Regions from separate parts of the Macaca mulatta genome. Here region 2 is linked to region 1. Evidence: chromatin contacts called from public Hi-C data. All regions are on one chromosome and are shown on one strand. The core of a region is the stretch at or near the end of the contact, and the rest is flanking DNA. Distances in the headings are between cores, read along the strand shown. Region 1 holds the start of ZBTB18 (zinc finger and BTB domain containing 18). Region 2 holds the start of CEP170 (centrosomal protein 170).

What was found. Hi-C and Micro-C count contacts between places; a contact is called where the count stands out from the background.
Region 2: a Hi-C map of liver shows a contact between it and region 1, with 3 times the contacts expected there. The contact joins the promoter of CEP170 here to the promoter of ZBTB18 in region 1. A contact is called at or near these places in 2 of 14 Hi-C or Micro-C datasets (fetal cortical plate and liver).

The regions. Positions count from the first base shown.
Region 1 is chr1:5,080,391-5,084,487 of T2T-MMU8v2.0, forward strand. ZBTB18 (zinc finger and BTB domain containing 18) reads right to left here and starts at 1,539. Exons shown (of 2, transcript NM_001257892.1): 1 at 1,375-1,539. The coding sequence starts at 1,387.
Region 2 is chr1:5,890,913-5,895,517 of T2T-MMU8v2.0, forward strand. CEP170 (centrosomal protein 170) reads left to right here and starts at 3,275. Exons shown (of 19, transcript XM_077998206.1): 1 at 3,275-3,495. It overlaps SDCCAG8 (SHH signaling and ciliogenesis regulator SDCCAG8), which reads right to left and starts at 2,494. Exons shown (of 20, transcript XR_013415968.1): 1 at 2,295-2,494.

The DNA of each region.
Region 1 (4,097 bases), core at 289-2,788:
CCTTTTTAGAAAAAGAGAAACTTTTCCCCCCCCCCCCCGGTTCTGCCTTACCTCAGCCAACAGAAAATACTTTGTTTCAATCTAATTTGATATAGTTTTGTTTTCCCACTAGCTTCTATTCTTGCAAATATTCATCATTGCCCTGGTTTTCTGATGAGGGAGAGTGAAATGGACGGAGGGGAGAGGCAAAGATGTACAAAGGGTCAGAATTCAACTGCAGTGGGTAAACTCCTGAAAAAGAAAGACCCGACTTCCCCTTTCCTGTGACCAGAAGCAAGGCTCCACACCACCCATCTCAGCAAGTGCATTTTGGGAATAGATACACTTAATTTAATATTCAGAAATTACTTCCCTCCTTCTTCTTCTTCTACACTTTGCCCAAGACAGACTAAAACTTTATCCTAACCCCAAATACATTCTGCAAGATGCCACTGCTAGAATAAACTAAGATTTACAATACAATCACTTTAAGTGCCCCACAGCTAACATCAATCCTAATCCTTGAGAAGGCTAAAAATAAAGATTGGAGGGCAGCTCACAAGGTAGCCGTGATCAAATTAGGAGGCTGAGAGGACAGAGAGGGACGAAGAAGGAAGCTTATAAACATCTGATCCAGCTGACTGTGGCCATATGGCAGCTGCTGCCCAGATAAAGAGATTAAGAATAGAGGAGTGCGATTACAGCTGTCTGGCCAATTCAGGCAGCTCAAATCTACAAGTTCTAAATTAGTCGCTAACACAAAAACTCCTGCAAATAATTATTGTTATGCTGAAATAAAAGATCTCTTAAATATATATTTGAAAGAGAAGTGAGGAAACCAGTCAAACTATTCTCCTGGGGACAAAAGTTTTTTTTTTCTTCTTCTTAAAAACCTTCAGTTTCAAAAGCACTACAGCTGTATGTTTCAGCAGTGCTGTTCAATGTTTTGAAGAATAAAGTTTCACAGTGGAATTAATTACACAACAATCTAGCTTCTTAACTAGAATAATCTTCTCATATAAGTTTGAATGCTGGATTCCAGACAGTTTAGTATTTCCCCACCACCACCATCCCAGTCAAATCTAAATAGCAGTGAACAACAAAAAAGCATTTTAATCCAACGTGATTTCCAAAAGCAGTATTTTAAAGCCTTTCTTAACATTTCAAAACTTGACATATTTCTGTGTATTAAAGTTATTTACTCGCTCAAGTAAAAGGGATAAAAAATTAAAACTAAACAAGCTCAAGACTTTCAACTCCAGTAAGATGTTCATTTAATACTCAATTTCATATATTATTCCTAAACTGGGTTAGAAAAGTAATGTGATTTTTAAAATTAAATAAACAAAACACCAAAACAGAAATATGCTCAATCTAATCTCTTGCTACTCCTACCTTTAGGACACATAAACCTGATTAAGTCCTTTCCTCTGAGTCCTGCTGGCTCCAGGTCTGTTACATCGGTGGAAAAAAAGCAGACTAAGAGAGACAGATGCAAAGTGGAGATGATGTTAGAGAGGAATGAGATACCTTCTCCACCACAGATCCGCACACACTAACTCCCTGTCTGTGTGTTAGAATAAAAGGCTGAGGGATGGCAGGCTGTCAGCTGCTCTGACATCATGTTCAGATGGAAATGCTACCTCCAGCTGTGCTCCTTTTAATGCCATATGCTACTCCTCTACACTCCTGCCACCAGCTTTTTCTTAGGAGAACTTTTCTCTTCTGTTAGTATAAACAAAATACTTCAAAGTCTTCCTTTTTTTCCAAACTTTCTAACAGAAGAAATTGAAAAACTCAGCATATGGAGTTCTACTGTATTTATGGAATAGCAACACTTCTGTCTTAAGTTGGTGGACTGGCTTACATACTGACAGCACACTCAAGCCACGGTGCTATTCAGGAAATCCAGATTCACTTTTATTTAACTCCAACGTTTAGTTTCTAAGGCAGTTTAGGGATATTTTTAAACCAACCCATTTGACATCTCCAGTCCCATTTCAACATTATTACCGCACTTTTTTTTTCTGCTGAGACAATGGTATACATGTCTCAAACGTTGGCAGACTTCTTCAGAACCATTACTTCGGACTGGTTCACCTTATTATTTCACTCTTATTTAATGACTTATCTACAACTACCTTCTCAGAAAAATTTCCTACACTGCCACAGTCAATGCAAATTTCAATTCTCAGTACCAACAAGCTGAAACTGCACTTTCTGAAATCCTGGAAAGTACTTCAGTTCAACGAGACCAATTAATAAACTGATACAACCTGCTACAGTCACTTAAAATGAATGCTGCACCTGCATATCTGATCTTTCTGCTCAGAAAAAGCAGAACCTTGCCTTCCCCTTGATCTGTGTCCCTTAACAATCTTTTTTGTGTGTGTGGGGGGTGTCACTCTGTCATGTTTAATGATCACAAGAAAATCTTTGTGTGGGGGGAAGCCAGGTCTAGTAAGTTTGAGAACTTTTCAGCCAGAGTTTGTGGGTCTTTTCTAAAAGCTGATGAAACTGTAACGCGACCCGGGCTGGGCTGACCGGTGCCGGGCAGGGTGCTGCGACATCTCTGAATGTCAAATACATCTCCTCAGACTCTTGGGAGGGCGAGGGGTAGAAAAGGAACTGGGGCCTGAGGCGTCAGCGTCCCAGCCCTGGTGATAACCACTTCGTTCCCATTAGAAAGCCGTGGCGGAGAGTTAAATAGTAACAAAACCCGACGACTCTCCTGTCCTTCTCGCTTTCCCAAAGTCACAAACCTAACTTTCTCCAACTTCGCGGTGAGTGACATAATTATGAACGCTTAGTCCAGGAGACATCCTTGGGCGATCAATTTCTTTCCAGCCACACCACCTATTCTCCATAAATGCCCTCGCCCCATTCCAGTATATCAGACATTAATCACCCCATTTACCCAGTGGGGTGGGGGGTGAGTGACAGTTTAATGAGTCCCAAGCACCGCAATGGGCCAGCGACTCCCACTCCACAAATCAACCCCTTCACGTCTCGCTACCGCGGATCCATAGAGATTTTGTGAGGTTGGGGTTTTGTTTTTCAGAGAGGTGGGGGCGGGGATGCCGAGTGGGGAAGCAATGCAAATCTTTACGTAGTTCACCGTGCATAAAACACACGGGGAAAGAGGAAGGTTAAAGCCACAGGGAAGGAGGTGGAGGGCGTAGAGCCGGTGCAGCAGGAAAACACCTTCAATAACAGAGGAGAAAACAGAGCCGGGTCACGGCAACAAAAGAAAAGTCGTAAGAAGCAGCCAGCCGGAGGAGGGTGGTTGCTACCGCTTCCCCGACGCCACGACGCGCGAGCCCCCGGGGCCTCCGGGCAACTGCACCAGCCCGGGAGGGCCCCCTCCCCTGCCGGCCCCCTCCCCCGGGCGCCACTGCAGCTGCACCGGTCCCCGGAGCCGCGGCCGTCCCGGGCGCCACTGCAGCTGCGGCGGATCCCAAGCCCCCTCCCCCAGCCCGCCGCCCTCCGCACCCGAGAGGCGCCACCGCAGCTGCACCGGCCGGGAGCCCGCCCCGCGCCGCAGCTGCACCGGCCCGCGGGGGCGCGGCGCGGAGCCGGGAGCCCGCACCCCGCCCGACCCCGCAGCTGCAGCGGCCCGTCCCCGCGGCCGGGCCTCCCGCAGCTGCGCCGCCCCCCGCCGCCCCAACAGCTCCAACCACACAAACTAACTCCACTCGCGGGGGCGCCCCCGGCCCGGCCCGCCCTCCGCCCGCGCCGCCCAGCCGGCCGGGGCCGCACAGCTGGCGCCCCCCGCCCGCCGGGGTGCCGGGGCGCGGAGGGGGCGCCGGGTCAGGGGCCAGGGGCCGGCGCCGGGACTCACACGGAGCGGCCCTAAGTCACCGCGTCCCCGCCGCCGCCGCGTCCTCCGCCTCCTCCTCCTCCTCCTCCCGGCCGCCGCCGCCGCCGCCGCCGCCGCCGGACTTGGTGGGCTTCCTCCGGCTCTTGCCCCCCTCCCTCCCGGCCCCCCCGCCCCCCAATCCCGGCTCCGTCGCCCGCTCCCCCCCCGCCCCTCCCTCCCGCCCACCCCCGCTGGCAGCCGGAGGAGCGCGGCGGAGCGAAGAGGGCCCCACTCTCAACGGCTCCCCATGGCAGCAGCC
Region 2 (4,605 bases), core at 2,025-4,524, 810 kb after region 1:
TACTTGGGAGGCTGAGGCAGGAGAGTTGCTTGAACCCAGGAGGCAGAGGCTGCAGTGAGCCAAGATGGCACCACTGCACTCCAGTCTGGATGACAGAGCGAGACTCCATCTCTAAATAAATAAATAAATAAATAAATGACATTATACTACTCAAAAACGGCAATTTATATTTGTGAAGAACTTCTGACTGTACTCAAGTTCAGGGTTAATTCTGCTTTGTTTCCTTCCAGAAGCTGTTATACAAGCTAACATACAAAAATAAAAGTGCTACTAAATAAATGATATGTCCTGAAAAGCCCATAAACATTTCAGGTTACATTTCTCGATTCACTGTTAAAATTATGACTATGTATTTTTTAAAAGTTGTTTAACTTTTTCTATCCCTTGTATTCGCTCCTGGTGAAACGTTTCCACTACCTTATATTGTTATCACACTAAATTTAAATTTTATTTCAAACTAATTTTAAAATGTATTATCCTTGAATGAAAACTCTTCATTCTGTAATTATTGAAAGCAGTACCACTAGTATTAAACATATTACTATAACATTAATTTAAAAGGAACCCCTTTACTGCGTTAAAATGCCTAATGTTAAATAGCCTCCAACAATTATATAAAGGCTTAAAATAAGGTCAAAGGAAGAGAAGCATCAGGAAAAACTTTCAATGAAAACAAAAAATGTTTGCCAATCTTAAAAATTAAAATTACTCATATCATTGTGCACAGTATTTTTCTTGCTTCCAAATGAAAAGTTACAAGTGTTTATTTTGTATCTAACAGCTCTTGAAACATCAGTAGCTTGAGGAAGGTGTTCATTAAAACCAATTTTTTTACTCCTGCAGTTTGAATGCTGAGAATGTTGACAGTTTGTAACACAATTGACCGATGTAACAATGCATAGTAACCCTTATAAAATCTAGAGTCATGGAAAGGTAAACTTTCTAATATTGAAAAACCTTCACTTTGCTCTAAGTAACAAGTATAAATAACAACTAACATTTAATGAGTGCTTGTCTAGTAAGCAGTGATGTTTACCCTTATTTTCTATGATAGTAATCTACAATTTTTTGTTGTCTTTCTCCCCAAGTAATCTAGAAGCTCCATGGGGATAGGAACTTTGTCTTGTTTCTTACTGCCTGTCTAGCACCTGGTATGCTTAACACATAGTAGGAGGCACTGACACATAGTAGGCATATTATGCAGAACAACATATGCTTCATAACTTAGTATTCCAAATGTCCTAAACAGTCATGACTTAGAGGGTTATGAAAATGCAACAGAATAGAAAGCAGAGTTTATTATATTTAGTAGAATAAAAATTCTTCACTGAAACTTATAGTTTATATGTACACATATGTCCCATATAAAATTTATTTCTTACTATAGGTAAACATTTTAAGGAGTCTTAAAATCGCTGCTTTATGGGATTATTTCATTTGCTCCCCACAATAACCCTATGGACAATTCCATAACTTCCATTATAAGAGAATCGAAATTTCTAGATGTCATATATATTGTCCAAGGTGACAGCGCCATCTAAAAGTACAGACATTAAGTCCAACAGAGCTTAAAAGAAAATAAATACAGACATTACTTGTACAGATACTTGCTCATAGGGTAATGTGGTAAGACAATCTGAATTAATAAGGTTTTGATAATAGTAGTTATGGCTTGATTAGATAGGCTTTGAAGACAGACAAGCCTGATAATACCTGGCTCTGCAACTAACCAGCTGTGTGGGCTGTGGCCTGTAATTCAACCTCTCTGAGCTTCGATTTCCCCATGTGTAAAATATTCATACAACTGTTGTAAGCTGCAGATGATTTACTGTATGCAAATAGCCTAGACCAATTAAATGGGGGCTGTTGTGATTAAAATAATTATTAGTGTTTCCCCCCACGGATCCTATAAATCACATTCAATCCACTATGCCATAATTTAAATGTGTAAAAACTGTGCATCAGACTTTTATTGGATTAAACAACAAAGTATGGGAACTGGGCAAAAATGACATAGAGCTATCCAAGAGTCTCTGCTGTCGCTGGTTGAGAAGGATGCCAAGATCAAGGAGTTGATTCAGGTAACTAAGGGAATCTGAGGAAACATCGTTGCTTAACTGTAAAAACTAAATCAAACTACTTCATCCTCCTCAGAAGACCACAGCAAACATCCATCTTGCTCCTCTGTAGCCTGGATGGGGCAGACCCAGGTGTTAGGAGACGCACCTGGTCCGCTTCCGCCCACTAGGCCCTGGGCACCTCGGGGCTAGGGACAGAGGTTTGGAGCAACTCACCCCGGAGACTCCGTTGATACTGCCCCAGAATCTCCTCCAGGGTAGAGTTCTCCGGGGACTTCGCCATGCACACACTCTAGGCCCAGAGCTGGGAGTTACGTGGGGAAATGTCCAGCTTTCTCCCTTCCGAAAACAGCAGGCCTGTGGCCGCGGAGCGCCGGCCTGCTTCCTGCCGCGGCTGTCACAGGGGAGCCTAGAATCCCGCACGAAGCTCGTGGGGGCTCTTCCCACCCACTGGCCCTCGCGTTGGACCTCGGGAGTTGTAGTCCTCATGTTCAGCGCCTCCAAGCTCGACAATCTTTAGAGCCTTCCAGCTACACTACAATTCCCAGAGACCACTGCGCACCAAGCGCTAGCTCGGACGGTTGGGCTGCCAGAGCCTGTTGCCAAGAGACAGGCTTGCAGGCCCCGCCCTTTTCCTCCAGCCCAGCCTGGTTTAGTCCCGCCTCCATCCCGCTCTTCTGCCGCCTGGACCACCCCAAATGACAGAAAGGGTTCACTGAAGGCCTTGACGCTTCGAATTTGCTAATATGCAGCAGTTGATCCCTAGGTTACTCAAGGACGCAGAGAGGAACCTCTGAACCCTGCTTCGGTTGCGGTATTTTTTTTAACGGTCGAATAAATCCTCAAGAAATAGAAGCTCTAAATCCTCCAAACAGCCTAAATTGTAAAGGCGGCCGACACTACAACTCCTAGCATGCCCAGTAACCGGACCTCCACTTGGAGTTGGCGCTCTGCCCGCTGGGAACTGTAGTCCTTGTTGGTTGCGGTCCCACCTAACTCCGAGGTCCTCTTCATTGTTCTAGCTGGTCTTTCGGGGCACGCCTGCGCAGTGGGCAAGCTGGAAAAACGTGTGGGTGAGACCCTCGCACAACCCCTTTTCATTGTCTGTGTCTGGCGCCTGCGCAGTAAGGAATCGTTGGAACTGGGCAGGAGGAGGGGATAGGGTCCGGCTCCTCGCCCTTTCCCGAGGCGCCTGCGCACTAGGCAGCCGCTCTTTGCCGTTACCGCTATGTGTGGGGCGTGTGTGGAATAACGTTATTGCCCAGCGGAGCTGAGGGCCCCGGAGCTCGACCGCAGCGGCAGCGACGACAACAGCGGCGGCGACGACGACGAGGTGGGGGGAGGACGGCGTGCGAGAGACTCACGGGACGCGACGCGCCCCGCCTCCCCCGTCCGGTCCCTCTCGCCACTGTGAGGGGTAAGTGATGCGATCGGCTGCTCGGTGTAGGCGCCGCAGCCGCCGCCGCGGCTGCTTTTCCACGTCCTGCTCCTCGGGTTTGCAGCGAGGACTCGGGCGCGGCCCGCCGCGGGGCGGGGGTGCGGGGCTGCGGGGCTGGACCGCGAAGGGGGCGCTTCCCGGATGCTCCGCGCGGCGCCGCCACCCCCACCCTCTGCCCGCCCAGGACCGGGGTCTGGACGGGACCACCCTTCCCATCCCCCACCCGCCGCCCTCGGGAGCTCCAGTCCTGCGGCCCCCCGGCTTTCCCGAGTCCCTTGCCGCCGCCTCCGCGTCCCCTAAGTGCATTGACTCATTTTCAGCTTTCTCCTGGCTTTGTGCAGCCCTCCCCCTTCCGCCGTAGCAGTTTGCGAGGGGTGCGGGCGGAGCATTGGAGGGAATGGCTGCGCTGTCGCTGGGGAAGGGATTTTTCCCCGATTGGAGCAGTTCCGCGGGCCGATCCCTTTTGTGTGGTTGGTTTTGAGGTGTGAGGCCGTTGGCGAGGTCAGGCGAGGAGCCTTTTGGACGCGTTGGGAGGGCGTGGAAGACGCGCTGTCATGCACCCTGCCAGGCGACTGCACCCCGCGGAGGCTCTGGCTCCGTAGTAAACCCGGGGGAGGAGAGAGTGGCTTCCTGTCGGCTTCATTGTCCTAGGATTCAAATATAGGGTTTTGGTACGTTTCGCTTCCATTTTATGCAAGCGATGAAAAAATAACATTTGCAGCTGCCTAACACAGGGCGGGAAGACGTGGGATTTGTCTACTAAGTCACAGAATCTCTGTTCAGTGGCGTTTCGTAGAGTTTTATTTATTTATTTAATTTATTTTTGAGGAATGTAAGGGAGACAGGGACTATGCCTGCTGGAGTCCAAGCACTGCCAAGGTGATCAATATAAAATTACTAGGTGACATTGGAGCCTGGGCTGGAGAGGGCCTGACAACGAAGCTGTTGTGTCAGGGAAATGAACCAGCAGAATTGTTTTTTCAATGGGCGGGTAATGCATTTATGTTCCTGAGGGAATAGATACATCTTTCCGTTTTATTTTTTAAGCAAGTAGAACAAACAAAACAACTGGCCCAGGTCATTTCTGTT